Regions from separate parts of the Mus musculus genome. Here region 2 is linked to region 1. Evidence: chromatin contacts called from public Hi-C data. All regions are on one chromosome and are shown on one strand. Each heading gives the region's core, a stretch centred on a gene start, on an enhancer-like site or on the middle of the called end of the contact. The rest is flanking DNA. Distances are from core to core; before and after follow the strand shown.

Region 1 (7,315 bases), core at 2,758-5,257:
TGTGTGTGTGTGTGTGTGTGTGTGTGTGTGTGTGTGTGGTGTGTGGTGTGTGTGGTATTTGCACATGCATGTTGCAATGAACATGTGGACACCACGGGTTGATTCTGAGTAATTTCTTCAATTGTTTGCTGCCTCACTCTTTTTTTTTTTTTTTTTTTTTTTTTTTTTTTTTTTTTTTTTTTGAGATATGATATCTCACAGTGCTCAGAGCTCAAGAATTCAGCTGAGATCGGCTGGCCAGCATGTTTCATGGAACATCCCATCTCTATTTCCCCAGAACTGGTGTTCTAGGAGTGTGCCACTGTGCCAAGCTTTCTATGTGGGTGCTGTGGCTCTGAGTCCTGGCCTTCATGCTTGTGTGGGGAAACATGATGCCAGGTGAGCCACCTTCCCAGCCCTTGCCTTCTGCTGTCTGATCTCTGACACCTGGCATACTCCACACTCCTATCACTGCCTGCTGTGTTGTACACTGTAGAGAAAGAGGGCAGTATGAGATCTTACTGGCCATGTGGTACTTCTATGAGGGTACAAGGTGAATCAAAGGACAAATTGAATGTATGGAATTGACAAAAATTCTCTAAACACAAGCAGTAGGCAAGAAAGCCATGTAATATTACCATTAAATATTAACTTGATAATATCAACTTTGAATAGTTTTATTTTAAAAAATGGTGTGTGTATGTGTGTGTGTGTGTGTGTGTGTGTGTGTGTGTGTGTGTGTGTGTGTGTTGGTTTCAGTGTGTGTTTAGGTCAGAGGTAAATTTCAGGTGCTAATTTTCTAGTCTTTCACCTTGTTTGTTGAGACAAAGTTTCCCTTTCTGGATACTCACTGCTTAGATTAGGTTGGATGGTCAGGGAGCATCCAAGGACCCTCTTGTCTCTGTCTCCCTAGTTTCTGGGATTGTAAGTGAACATAGCCATGTCTTGCTTCTTTTCATGGGTTCAGATGATTGAACCCAGGTCCTTGTGCTTATATGACAAATATTGGGCAACTGAGTTATATATCCAGCTCCAAGAACACATTGTTCTTAAAACATCATAGAAACTATAAGCCAATGGAGTCTTGATCAAACACAACTTTGTAAAATTCCTCTTGATCTGAAAAGGTGGCTCAGTGGCTAAGAGTGCTTGGTGCTCTTTGTAGGACATGGATTCACTTTTCAGAAGACATATAAGGTATGTCATAACACTTATAACTACCTGTAACTTCATCACCAAGGGACCTGATGCCATATAGACAAGGAATTCAGCAACATCTCTTCTAAATATAAAGTAGAAGGCAACAATTTTTTGTTGCATTCTTTGTTTTGAGTATTTATGCACATTTGAACAATGGTCAGCTCCTGCTGAAGTTTTCTCTCTCTGGAGATAAGCTTTAAAGGGGAAGACCACATGATGCCCTCGATGATGGAGCCTTACCTTAATGCTCAAGGTCAAGGCCAGTTCAGGGCAGGAGAAGCATCATGTTTGTCTGACCATGTATAGCAAATGACACAAATCAGTTATAATTTAGGCTGAGCATGATGAGGACTAGGCTGTTGTGGTGATGTCTCTAATCATTCTAGCTATAACAGTTGGTTATTTCTGAAACAGCTTCTTGTTATCTGGAAATCTGAAGGGAAAAGCAAGGAAGAGAGAGTCAAAGAGACAGCAAATGATTTTATGAGTAGAGCAGGAATTTGAACCTGGCTTAATTCTGTCTTAATTGTTTCTTTATTCTTTCCTCAAAGACTTGGGGAATATTTGGCTTATTCTGTTTATATCATTTTTCTTTTTATCAATTAGGATGGACTGGTTGGTCTAATGGACAAATTTACCATAACTTGGAAGGAAAACTACTTGTTTAATCAGGGTCTTCGTAAGTTGATCAGACTTGCCTTGAATGGGTTTTCCTTTCTCTGTCTTTGTCTCACAAACTCCTGGGACTGTAGCCTTTCTGGCATGCCTGACATTAATTATGCTTACTAAACCATCCTTTGTGCCTGGAGTGCTAAATTTGGGTTTTGATACCAAAGAGTTTGACCTTGGTTAGGTCCAACAAGACTACCAGTAATTCCTCCATGACCAAAAGTCTTCGGTGGGGGGGGGGGGGGTGTTTCTCACTCTCCAAAAAGGACAAGAATTCTTGCCAAGAATTCCAGGGCTATGAGGGCCTTCAAGTCAACTTATTGGATGTAGATAGAGCTGTATGAGTTGCTGAGAGCAAGTAGCCCAAGGAATTACATCTTCACTCTGATAAACTTTTGATTTGACAGCCTGATAATGTACAATAGGATGCTGCTTAGAAAGTGTCATCATTTAAAGCCTGTTTATTGATTTCTGTATTTATTGTGTAAATTACTAATAGATGGATCTTATTGGCATTCATGGCTTCTCTTCTGTTAAAATGATATTGGTCCTGACTCTGGCTCTCTCTTGGGACTATTAGTCTGTCATCTTCAAATCTTCCACTTAATCTTCTACTTTTGTGGACTACAAACATGCTATCCTACTTCATGCAATACGTAACTAATTTAATTAAGAACAAAAGAAAGTTTGTATGCAAATAAAACAAGATCATATGTGTATGTGCACATCTATGTGTGTGTGCATATAAGTGTACATGTTCATAGGTGCACATGCACATGTTCATGATTTGTAAACACTTGATTATTGTTCAAAAGGAAAATTTGGAGGAAAGATTGGGAAAAAAAGGAACTTTTCAGGGAGACATAGATTTTAAAGGAAGAATCCAAAACAACTTTCAATGTGATAGGCACTCAGGATCAAAGAACCACCAAATTTTGGAAGCTGTACAGTCTTGTGAAGAAGGGAAACCAGATCTAAGGACATGTACTAGGAAGGAATAGGCCACCATTTGAACAACTGTAAAGGAGAGAACCACACAACATAAAGACATAGTGGACACAGCCATAGGTGCTCAGAGGTATGACCCAGATCACACAGATTTTCCTATGCTCTATCTTTATCATTTTTATGTTTATTTTCTTTCCACACTTTTGCTATTAGAATGCAAAATAAGAGAAAGAGAAGAGTAAACATATCCCCCTAAAGAGAGACAGTGTTTCTGACTAAGTGTTTGTTTTCTATTATTCTGTAGCCTTTTAATAGACTCCTCTCTTTAAAGACAAACAATAATGTGATAAAGGAAGTAAAAATAATTATTTATGTTTTGTTTGTTTCCATCTATAAAGTATTTCCCTGCTCTTTCTAAAAGGAATGTGAGACACCCATATTGGTCTTGGTTAGGTAACAAGATGGGAACTAAACTGTTAAACACTCCATTAAAAATTAGAAAAACTTCTCTATATTCATTCTTCTTTTGATTACAAATAATATTATTTTATTATTCACTGTTAAATGATTTTTATGACATTTCAACTTGTGATCAAAAGAACAGCAATAACCATCTTCAGATTCCAAAAATACTATCAAATGAAAGTCATTACATACTGACATAACCCTGGATACAAATGACAAAAAACACACATGTGACATTTAACAGGCATTCTGCCAAACAGAGTAGCTGGGTACCCAACTTGAGCCTTGTCATCACCAAAAACTATTTCTCAATGTAAGAAGGAATGAACTGTAATGATAATGCTAAGAATGTCTTTGTAATATTTGAGACAGACTTATCTTGAGGAAAGTGGACTCAGAAGAATTGCAAATAAGAACTTGGAAGTGTTTAAAAGGATGAATATAGGGCTCATGGTCTATATTGATGCTCTTAGGTTGCACAAATCCAAAGAATGTGTGCTGAGATGAAAAATTAAAAAGATATTTGAGATGTCATAGAGCAGAGATGGCTGTCAAAGGCAAAAGGCTAGTCTTGCAAAGAATTCAGAAATTTTTCTGAAGTAAAAGCCCTTTTCTTTTGACTTTGAAGCATTCATTTTTACTCCAGGGAAATTACAGATTTCTTAGAAATGAGCTCTACTGGAAGAACAGCATGGAAAAATATCTTTACCACAAGTAAGTCATTTGAGAAACAACTCAGTTTCTCAAGTATGTAGAGCCATTCATGTAAAATGCATTTGACTCATCATTGGTTGGAAAGCTATATTTAGTGGTGATGCTGGCAGGGTATTTTTGGAAATAGTGAAGTGCATAGAAGTTTAAAAATGTTGAATTCATTTAGGAGAGAGCATTTTTCTTTTGGAGATATGCAGAAATGTCCAATACTGACCTGATTCTAAAGCCTTAATTTTGACACCTCACCCCATCGCTAAATGCTGCTACAGATAAACCTACAAGACATCACAGCAGGACCTGAGGTGAGAACCACTCCAGAATCCTTCCAGGATCTACAGCAACAGTTCCTTGGAGATTACAGTTCCAGAATCAGAAGACCTCAGGGACCCATCTCCTTGTCTACCAATCTCAACATGGACCTTACAAACTAGCACACAGATCCCATCACCTAACCACAGTCCACACAAAGCATTGATTGAATGTTTCTTAAAAAGCTACCTTCCTCTAAGTATTCTTAAGCACTTCTGCTTGACATTATATCCCAGAGGAAGTTAGTAAGCCCAGGGTTCCACAGAGAATGGGGGTCAAGGGAACTGAGAACACGTTACAGGAATACAACACTTCTGGCTGAGATTTAGATGTGGTTTCCTGAGCTCTATACTGACTGTCCTTCAGTGAGTCTTTCCTCTCATGCATTTCTTTTCTACATGACAGACCCAAAGAAGCATCACCTTTCTATGCACAAACCATATTTGCTCAAACATTCACCTGCTCTACACTGCCAAATCTCCGCATCTCTTCTCTCTAATAGTTTTTCCTTGGCACTCTGCTGGGTTTGTCTCATGATCCCATTTGCAGATGTGCCTTCTACTGACCATAGGATGCTGACAAGTAGCCATCAAATTCCCAATTCCAGCCAGAGTACTAACCATACACGCAGGGAGAAACAAGAGCCATGTACAGATGTTCAGCTTGTCTACCTTTCAGAACAAAGCTTTGGGCTGGGGACATAGCTCTGTTGGCAAATCACTGACCTAGCATGAACAAGGCCCTGGGTTTGTTCCTCATCAACAAGAAAGCTGGGGGTGGCAAGCCCTGCCCATAATCTCAGCACTTAGCAGGTAGAGGCAGGATATCAAAAGATCTTGGACATCTTCAACTACAAAGTGAGCTAGGCTAGGATGGACTATATGAGACACTATCTCAAAAGAACAAAATAAAACAAAAGTGAAACCTTATTTAAATCTGATTCAACAAAATATTGTAAAGCATAAGACTAACAGGAGACTTAAATATTTGATCACTTTACACTTTACTTGCTAGAAATTGACCTTTATGAAGGTAGCTATTTTAAGGCTCATATTTAAAAGGTCGTGTATATATAAAGTGTGTCCAAAAAAACATGTTAAAAATGTACTCTCTAAGCCAGATGGCCTGGACTTGATAACATTGTATCTACCCTACCCCCTGTTTTGTTCCATTCCATGCTCAGATGTTTTTATGTTTTATTTTTCTACTATACAAATAAGATATATTACTATAACATGGATATATTTAGTTATCTATTTTGTTAAATAAATGGTTTGTTTATTAAGATTTGGTAAGGAATGCCTGAATACACACAGGATGTGTTCCATCATAGAAGCTGTAAAATAAGGAATGTGAAATTCCAGATACACAGTGTGTCTGCTGACAGGCCATTCCTGTCAGTGATAGAATTCTGATCCCAATGACCCCTAATTAAGTGCAGACATGGGAGTTTCCCATTCCCTCTCAATGTCCCTGGGCTCTCAGATGGTGGCATAGGCATACTTTCAGAAAGTCCTGTTGACAGTCTCTAGATGGTCCATCCTTTCGTCTCAGCTCCAAACTTTGTCTCTGTAACTCCTTCCATGGGTGTTTTGTTCCCAATTCTAAGAAGGGGCAAAGTGTCCACAATTTGGTCTTTGTTCTTCTTGAGTTTCATGTGTTTTACAAACTGTATCTTGTATCTGGGGTATTCCAAGTTTCTGGGCTAATATCCACTTATCAGTGAGTACATATCATGTGAGTTCTTTTGTGATTGGGTTACCTCACTCAGGATGATACCCTCCAAGTCCATTCATTTGCCTAGGGATTTCATAAATTCATTCTTTTTAATAGCTGAGTAATACTCAATTGTGTAAATGTACCACATTTTCTGTATCCATTCCTCTGTTGAGGGACATCTGGGTTCTTTCCAGCTTCTGACTATTATAAATAAGGCTGCTACGAAGATAGTGCAGCATGTGTCCCATAATCAGCCTCTAAACGCTGACGCCATTGCATATGCCAGCAAGATTTTGCTGAAAGAACCCTGATATAGCTGTCTCTTGTGAGGCTTTGCTGGTGCCTGGCAAACACAGAAGTGGATGCTCACAGTCAGCTATTGGATGGAACACGGGGCCCTCAATGGAGGAGCTAGAGAATGTACCCAAGGAACTAAAGGGGTCTGCAACCTTATAGGTGGAACAACATTATGAACTAACCAGTACCCCCAGAGCTCCTGTCTCTAGTTGCATATGTAGCAGAAGATGGCCTAGTGGGCCATCATTGGGAAGAGAGGCCCCTTGGTCTTGCAAACTTTATATGCCTCAGTACAGGGAAAAGCCAGGGCCAAGAAGTGGAAGTGGGTGGGTAGGGGAGTAGGGGGGGGGGGGGAGAGGGTATGGGGGACTTTTGGGATAACAGTTGAAATGTAAATGAAGAAAATACCTAATTAACAAAATTTAATAAAAAAAGAAAGAAAGAAAGTCCTGTTTAATTCAGGCTTCTTGAAAAACATTTAAAAATCAGACGATGTGCCTGTAGAAGGAATCACTCTCACACAAAAAGATAATTCCACTTAAGATATTTTCTTAAACAACCTAAATAGTGAGGTTTTAGCAGTCATTTAATATGACAGGTAGTTAAAGCTTGTCACATTATGGGGTGGGACAGTATTACAGAACAGATGGTTCATCAATGTAAATAAACAATTCGAAGTATACAAAATACCACGCCAGATCCATGCTAGAAGATACCATTTCTCCCATTCCTGCAGTGCTCTCATTGATAATTCACAAAAGCCCCTAGGAAATCTGGCAATTTGCTGTGCTTATCTGAAGACCTGAAGGGATGTCATTAAGACTGACATTCATAAAATGCCTGGCTTTCCCATGCATTAAACTTTACCTTGTGAGAAAGCAGGAGATAAGATGATGCAGATGCCTGCAAAGCAGATGTGTTCAGGGCTTACGACTTGTTGCTCTCTGCTTTTTCTTGTCTCACTAGCCCCTTTTGGGACGAGAGGCTATGTTCTCATGGCAGATAAGTTTCTCAG
Region 2 (7,315 bases), core at 3,432-5,931, 350 kb after region 1:
ACATATATGCATTTCAAAACTGCTAGAGGATGCTATGCGCTGAGTGTTTGCTATTCCAAAGCTCATCCTGCTCTTTATCATTCACTGACGTTGACCCTTAATGAAGAGGGAGACAGCTCACTTCCTTCAGCATCTAAAGAAGACAGTGTTTACTGCAGCCTCCGAGGAGATAATTATCGGCCGCACTGCCACCTGCTGGAAGACTCAGAAGAAAGCTTCCTTCCCTTCTTGGAAAAACCCCTGGGGAGAGAGCCCAAGAGACAAAGGTCACCTGCGATGAGTTTCCCCAGCAAGACTATAACTTGAGACTTATTTTCAAAACCAGCCTCGTCCAGTCCATTCAGAATGCAGAGCCCCTCCCAGGAGTTCTTTCTGCTCAGTGGAGGCTGAAACTGATGGGCAGTCAGCCAGGAAGTGCCTGAAGCTTTGGTTCAAAAATGAGATTCAGAGCATGTGTTGGACTGTGACAAGGGAAGTGAAGGACATCGCTCATGCTCACACATGCCTATGCCTGGGTTGTTCCTCTCAGAGGCTCTGTGGTACACTCCCACCATGCACTCTCTCTCCTCCTCCATCTCCTGAACCTTTCTCCCTCCCTCCTCTCTCCATGTTATTTATCTTCATCTCTCTTTATGTCACCACAATGTCTAATACACACACACTATGCAGGTTCACACATACACCCAGATACATACCTGCCCACACATACACACAGCATTATCACCACACGCATGGACACACCATACAGACACGTGTGTTCACAGGTGTGCCAACGCGCCTCATAGGCAGAGAGAGTCTTGAGGTCGGCAGCTTACTATGCAGGCTGTTAAGCTCTCATAAATACCTAGAATATCAAAAGACAGATTTGTCCAAGACCTGTGCATTTCCTATTTGTAGTTCACTAATTGTCTACTTTATGTGACTGCTAATGCTTACTCAATATGCAGGAAATTGACATAATGACAGAGTTGGATGTGTTCTCGGCCCTGGGGTTCTAATATGCCTGATTTCAGTCAGCATGCATAAACGTGGAGTATTCAGGGTCTCCGACATGATGAGGAGTTTACGGAGACTGGATTGCTTCTAGAAACACCCAAGACAACGAAACATGGCATGATATGATTGCCATGGTAACGAGGGTATTCCAAATGAAAATCACTACGGTGCATCACTAATTTAGGGCTCCACTAAACACCAAATAATATTTCTCTTAAGAATGCTGAGCTGTGGTTCCTGGTAATGCAGGGTCCTGTAGCAAATGCCACACTGCAGAAGAAAAGTACAGGGGAAATTCTCCGCATACTGTGCAGGGTTACTGTGGATACCCCAAGGGTGGGAGTCAGACCACATCCACTCATGGTGGTTCATTTAGAGAAGTTCTTAATATATTGCAACTGCGACATACACTAGTAATTTTCCAAACCTGGGATTTGGTTTAGAAATCAGCTCAAATCTGGTTGGCCCTTGTGTCTAGTCTAAGCTGAATCATTATTCCTGCATGTGGCTCAAACCGCATAATGGTATAAGAGGTGCAGGCATGAAAGGAACGTGTTAGAGGCACAGCTAGGAATCCGCAGCCAAGAGAGGCCCGATCCTGTCTATTTTCACACCCTGGCTGCTCATTGCATATGCAAAGAAGCAGCCTCAACTTTCTCAGGTCACACAGCATCAGCCTCGTGCCTCAAGCTCTTTTTCATTTTATTTGGATTGGTTCAAAGAAGAGGCTCCTTGCAAATCCTAATTCTCACCTCTGCAACGACAGGGCTAAATTAAAAGAAGAGCATTAGTCTGGTTTACTTTTCTTTCAGGGGTTTTCTAAGAAATGTTCCCTTCTATTTCTGCCCTCTGGTTCCTTTTTGTCTCCCTTAATAGTTGCCCACTGAAGGTCAAACACAGAAGACATGAAGCATAATGCGAACAGCGGGGATCCCAGAGACACACAGCCTGCATTCCGAAATCTACTTTGACTTTGAACTTGGCTTTGGAAAAGTTACAATTTGTTTTCAACCTGATCAGTAAAATCGAGGTCAGCTACATGAGAGGTGACTGGGGTGTGTCCGGTGTCCTGTCCATGCCCGCTAAGTGCTTGTCAGTCTCCATATGCCCTGCAGCCTACCTGAGGATTGAATGGGGTCCTTATGCTAGACCAAGTGGGAGCCTTTAGAAATCTTATAGACCCATTAGAAATCACCCTTACACTGCCCTGGAGAGTATCCGAGGGTTCTGTCCACAGGGGGTAAAAACGAGATCCTCCCTCATTAAGGCTATGCTATTAACTCGGAAGTTCTTGCACATTCGCTGAATGAACTTCCAAACAAAAAATAAAAAATTCTGTAGCTTAGAATCATAGTTTTCCTAAATGCTGAAATAATTTTATGCCATTTCCCCTACTAATTACCATCTCATTATTATTAGAAGAACGCTTTCCTTGAAATCAACACAATTTTTGCTCTAGTTCATTTTAGCCGCATGGCAGGAGGCCTCGGTGACTCCCATTCAGAGGAAGGTAGCGACACCTAGTGGTGTCTTACTCGAGATGCAATCCTTTCACTTCTACCTGGTTGGATGCCAGTATGAGGGTTGGCTCCTAGGAACTCAAAACATTAGTAAATACTTCGTTGCCTTGTGTTAGAGTCTTCCCGAATATATGCAGATAGTAAAATAAAATAAATCCTTGAGCATCTGAAGTTCTTGAGAACACTTGACCTCAATGAACCTGATCCAAAATCCTCTCTGCGATAAGCTCCCTGGGTCATCAGACAAAATGGATTTCCTATCCCCAGGAGTTTATGAGTTGTCACGGCAACCAAGAAGTTCTTTCTTTTGTTTTGAGGTGGTGTCTCATATATCCCAGGCTAGCCTCAAACTCATTATATAGCATGGAGGCCTTTTAACTTCTGCTCCTTCCGTACTCCCTTGCAACTTTGGATTACAACCTTGTTCACACGGTGCTAGGGAAGGAGCCCAGAGCCCTATGCATAAAATTATGTGTGTGTGTGTGTGTGTGTATTTAACTTTAAATGAACTTCCATTCTTTATGTAATAACTTCCTAATGAAGCCAACTATAACGTGGGAATTATTAATTGAACATCCTTCATTTCACAGGGACTTTCTGCCTACACCCTTGCATGATGAACTAACTAGTGGGTACTGCCATCATTTCTCTGCATCCTGAAAAAAAAAAGCTAACACGAGACACAGAAGAGGCCTAATAGCTCTTCATATTCTGAAAGCAGGACTTTGTGATAAGGAATTCTCAGTGGGAAGAGTCATGTGCATGTTCCCCGCACAAACACAGACCGCAAAGATGTGGATTATAAGTGAATCATTAATAAACATGTGTGCATACTCTTCTGTTGGTTGGATTGATCCCTTTCTCCTTAATCTCTCACTAAAATCACAGTTATGAGGTTGGAGGAATGGCTCAGTGGTTGAGAGCGCTGGCTACTTACTCCTTCTGAGGACCTGGGTTCAATTCTGAGCACCCACACGGTGACTCACAACTTTAGTTCTGGCAACTTTGGGTGCTGCATGCACAAGGTGCACAGACACACGTGAAGGCAAAACACCAGCACACATAGGGTAAAAACAAATAAATCTTTCAAAAATGCAAGATGATGATAGTGCAGTGGGTGATTTTGCATTGTGGAACTAAGATATCACCATCTTGCCTGATGAGAGACTGTCTTTGGAGCAGAGGAATTCTTTTTTAATGCTAGAACAGGAGAGCACAGTATGGTCTGTATCCATTTTTTAATACTAGGTCTTGTGTAGCATAGGTGTGCATTGACCTCGATATGTAGCTAAGAATAACAGTGGACTTCTGATCCTCCTGTCTACATATTGCACATGTTGGCATTGTGGACGTATATCGTCAAGTGGGATGCATGCTAGCTAGGCATGTTCTACCAATTAATCTCCATTTCCTAAGCCCAAGAACTCACTGCCTCCAGTGATTCTTTCTGAGGTGAGAGTGTCCTCATTGGATCTCACTGTTTACCCTTCGCCTAGGAATGTCCCCTGCCCTTTGTAGAGCCCCTTGCCAATACTGTTCTTACATTTATCTCTTCATTATTCACCAGAGATAAGCCCTTGCATCTGCATGAAATGTGGATGTACGTGGAAACCTGGAGGCTATGTGTCATAGAAAAAGACCTGACCCGGCTACATGCAATATACCTTATTTGTCCTCAGCTGTGTAGAGGCTGTCCAGTGCACACGTGGGCAGGGAAATATGTAGACAATCAAGACAGAAGAATGCCAGGAAATCAGAGCCTTGGGCAACAGCATGCATCATGCAGCCGCTGCTCAGTGGGAATAAAAGGGCTTGAGGGGTTTTTTTTTCCCCTGCTGTTTTAAAATTGATATAAATAGATGTCATGCCGCTCTGTTCTTAGCCATAGTCACCACTGGGAATGGCTGTCAAAAGCCTATTCTATTGTAAAGACGCGTGGTAAAAATACGAGTTATACATACTCCTCTTCGAGCCCGCATTATGTATGTTCTGTATTACCAACAGGATCTCCATCCAGTCCAGGACACTTGCCTTAAAATGTAATTCAGCCTGCAGCCTGGGTAGTGTCATTTTGTAAAAAGGATTATGTGCTATAAATAACCATCCCTCAAACCTAGAAGTGGGACGGCTCATGAATAACTCATGAGCCATGGGCTGAGGCTCTGCCCTTTGAATCACAGAACATGTGTTCCCAGTCTCAAGAGGGAGAGAGCCTTCATTCTGTCCCCCTTTCAAATGCTAGGCTTGGACCAAGCCCAAGTCCTTCTGGGATAATCCATTGAACTCCACACTCCTCTCCTTTCTCATCTGTGTCTTCTCTCTGGCTTCCCTGCTTCAGCGGGGAGGCAGGTTCTGGACCTAAGGGCCTGAATCAATCTCTCTCTCTCTCTCTCTCTCTCTCTCTCTCTCTCTCTCTCTCTCTCTCCACTAAGTTCCCAGGTACGATCTAGATATCCTTCTGGGTTTCAATATAGTTTGTGTTCTGGTGCCTAGGGCCCAGCTCAGCCCCTGCAGGCCACAGAAAGCTTGGCCTGTTTCTGCTCTAATTTCTACTGGCAACCTTTGACCTTAGCAGGGATGATGTGGCTACAAGCCAAGTAGAGCCCATCAGAAGCCAGATGACAAGGACAACAGGATGGCCTCTGAGATTAAGAGACCAGCATGTTAGCTATTCAGAGCAGCAGGTCAGCCTGGTATTTGTTTTTGTTGGATTTTTGTTTGTTATTGGATTTTGGGGGTTTTGGGGTTTTATTTTTTTAAGGTTTTTGTTTTTTGTTTTTGTTTTGTTGTTGTTTTATTTGCTGTGGGGTATTTGTTTTTGTTGTTGATTTTTGGGTATTTGTTTTGTTTTGGGTTTTTTGGTCACCTATGTGGAGCAAAGTCAGATGTACATGTGCATGGAGGCCTGAAAGCAATCTTCAGTGTTCTTTTTCAGGATCCAGCCATCCTGGAATTTGAGACATGATGTCTTCCCTAGGACTCCCCAGTTAAGTTGCTTACCCAGTGAGCCTCGGAGACCAACCTATCTCCACACTCTGACACTGGGCATTTCAAGTACACATCTCCCTGCTGGTTTTTATTCATGCTGGTGTTGGGGATTGAACTAGGGTCCTCACATAAGCATGGCCAGCATATTACTTTCTGAGGTATCGTTATAGCCCTGATGGACTATCTCCACACCGTCCATTTTCCTGTTTTTTGAAGACGGGGATTCATATGATACAAGCTAGCTTCAAACTCGTTACATGTCTGAGGATAGCCATGAACTCCTGATTCCCCCTGTCCTTGCCTCCTGAGTGCTGGCACTGCAGGTGTGCCTACCATGCCCATCTTCAACCAGATCTTTGTAAAAAGCTGCACTGTTCTCCGTGCCTCAGTTAGCCAAGGCTAAATTGGAAGGAAGGAAAGAAGGCATCTGGGAAAGCATTGACGTGGTTTTGGGAAGTACCGGGGAGGCTCGGGTAGACTGAAAACATGGCCTCTAGACGGGCATGTGACAACACCAAGCACAAAGACCTGGTATCTTTATGGGTCTCCAGACCATATCCTGGCTAAGCATCAACTTAGATCAGTTCTGGAGAAAGAAATGATCAAACGAAAGGACAAATGATGATTTCTGTGATGACCTTCTGCCTGTTTTTCCCCTAGCCACATCCAAATGAAACTTCCGGAGCCAGCTTCAACTCCACAGCTTACTACTGTTGCTAGGAACAGTGGAGGGGATTCAGTTCCTGAGGGGAAAGGGAGACCTGAAAAGTGAAATGAAGAAGCCAGATGGGATCCCCTGTTCCAGGCTGAGACCTCAATCAGGAAGAAACACAGCCTCCTCGTGCAGTGCTAAAATAATCAGATTCTGTGCAAACCTATGACAAACAAGATGGTAAAACTTTTAAGACGTCACTATTACGATCCTTCCCCTTGTTTTCTTCTGTGCCTCAAGGCCCAATATGGCTTAACACAGTACCAGAACGTCTTGTCATTTTGTGATAATGAATTTATTTTCAATAGTCATGTTTTAGGAGAGATCCAATATCCTATTCTTTGCTGTCCTCACCCACAAATTGTTTGATGCAACATCCTTTGGCTGGACCCATCTGCTCAGCATCCCACGAATTTCCTAGATTCAGACATCTCACTAACCAGCATTTGTCTCCACCACAAGGCCAGGAGCCTAGTGTCTAGACCTCAGCAGCTATGTACAGAATGAATGGATGACCCCATCATTCAGTCAAGCAATCATTGCCCTTGAGCTTGATCAGCCAAGAAGTCCAGACAATCATCACTGTGGTCTTTCTCCTGCCTCTTTGTAGGAATAAACCTGGAATCCTGAACTCAGACTTTCTCTTTGTCATGGGCCACCCTTCCTGCCTCTGGTCACATTCACGACCTCTAACCAGCAAAGCTAAAGGCTGAGAGTAACAAGCAGAAGAGGCAAGGAGCACACCCAAAAAGACTTCTGAGAGTAGATGGCTCAGATGTCCTGACTCTTGAGATTCCAGAGTTATTCCTCCAGAGGGCTGGGAGAAAAACCTCAATGGTGGTCTGATCAAGCCCAGGAGCAATGATTGCTTGGCTCCACCATGGGGTCATGCATTCATGTCATACATAGCTGGTGAGGCAGAGACACTGGGCTCCTAACCTTGTGGTGGAGACAAATTGTGGTTAGTGAATCGTAACCAAGTATGAGGTGTCTGGATCTAGGAAATGTATGAGCTGTTGAGCAGATGGGTCCAGTCCAGTGGCTGCTCAGGGATGCTGCATTAAACAGACAATTAGTGGGTGAAAGCAGCAAAGGGAAG

Evidence for each region. A called contact is a pair of places that touch in the nucleus more often than the background predicts.
Region 2: a Hi-C map of cortical neurons shows a contact between it and region 1, with 2.5 times the contacts expected there. The contact joins two enhancer-like sites. A contact is called at or near these places in 1 of 15 datasets of contacts at CTCF or cohesin (the NIH/3T3 cell line), 7 of 484 Hi-C or Micro-C datasets (the C2C12 cell line, bone marrow-derived macrophages, cerebral cortex and 4 more) and 3 of 115 datasets of contacts at active chromatin or transcription factors (VIP interneurons, embryonic fibroblasts and neural progenitor cells).

The regions. Positions count from the first base shown.
Region 1 is chr13:6,123,469-6,130,783 of GRCm38.p6, forward strand. No RefSeq gene overlaps it. Among named protein-coding and RNA genes, the nearest start is that of Gm35615, 160 kb to the right of the region's middle. Within about 2 kb of position 4,008, at least 27 of the 459 cell types and tissues checked have an H3K27ac peak or open chromatin away from gene starts, as enhancers often do.
Region 2 is chr13:6,469,325-6,476,639 of GRCm38.p6, forward strand. No RefSeq gene overlaps it. Among named protein-coding and RNA genes, the nearest start is that of Pitrm1, 75 kb to the right of the region's middle. Within about 2 kb of position 4,682, at least 56 of the 459 cell types and tissues checked have an H3K27ac peak or open chromatin away from gene starts, as enhancers often do.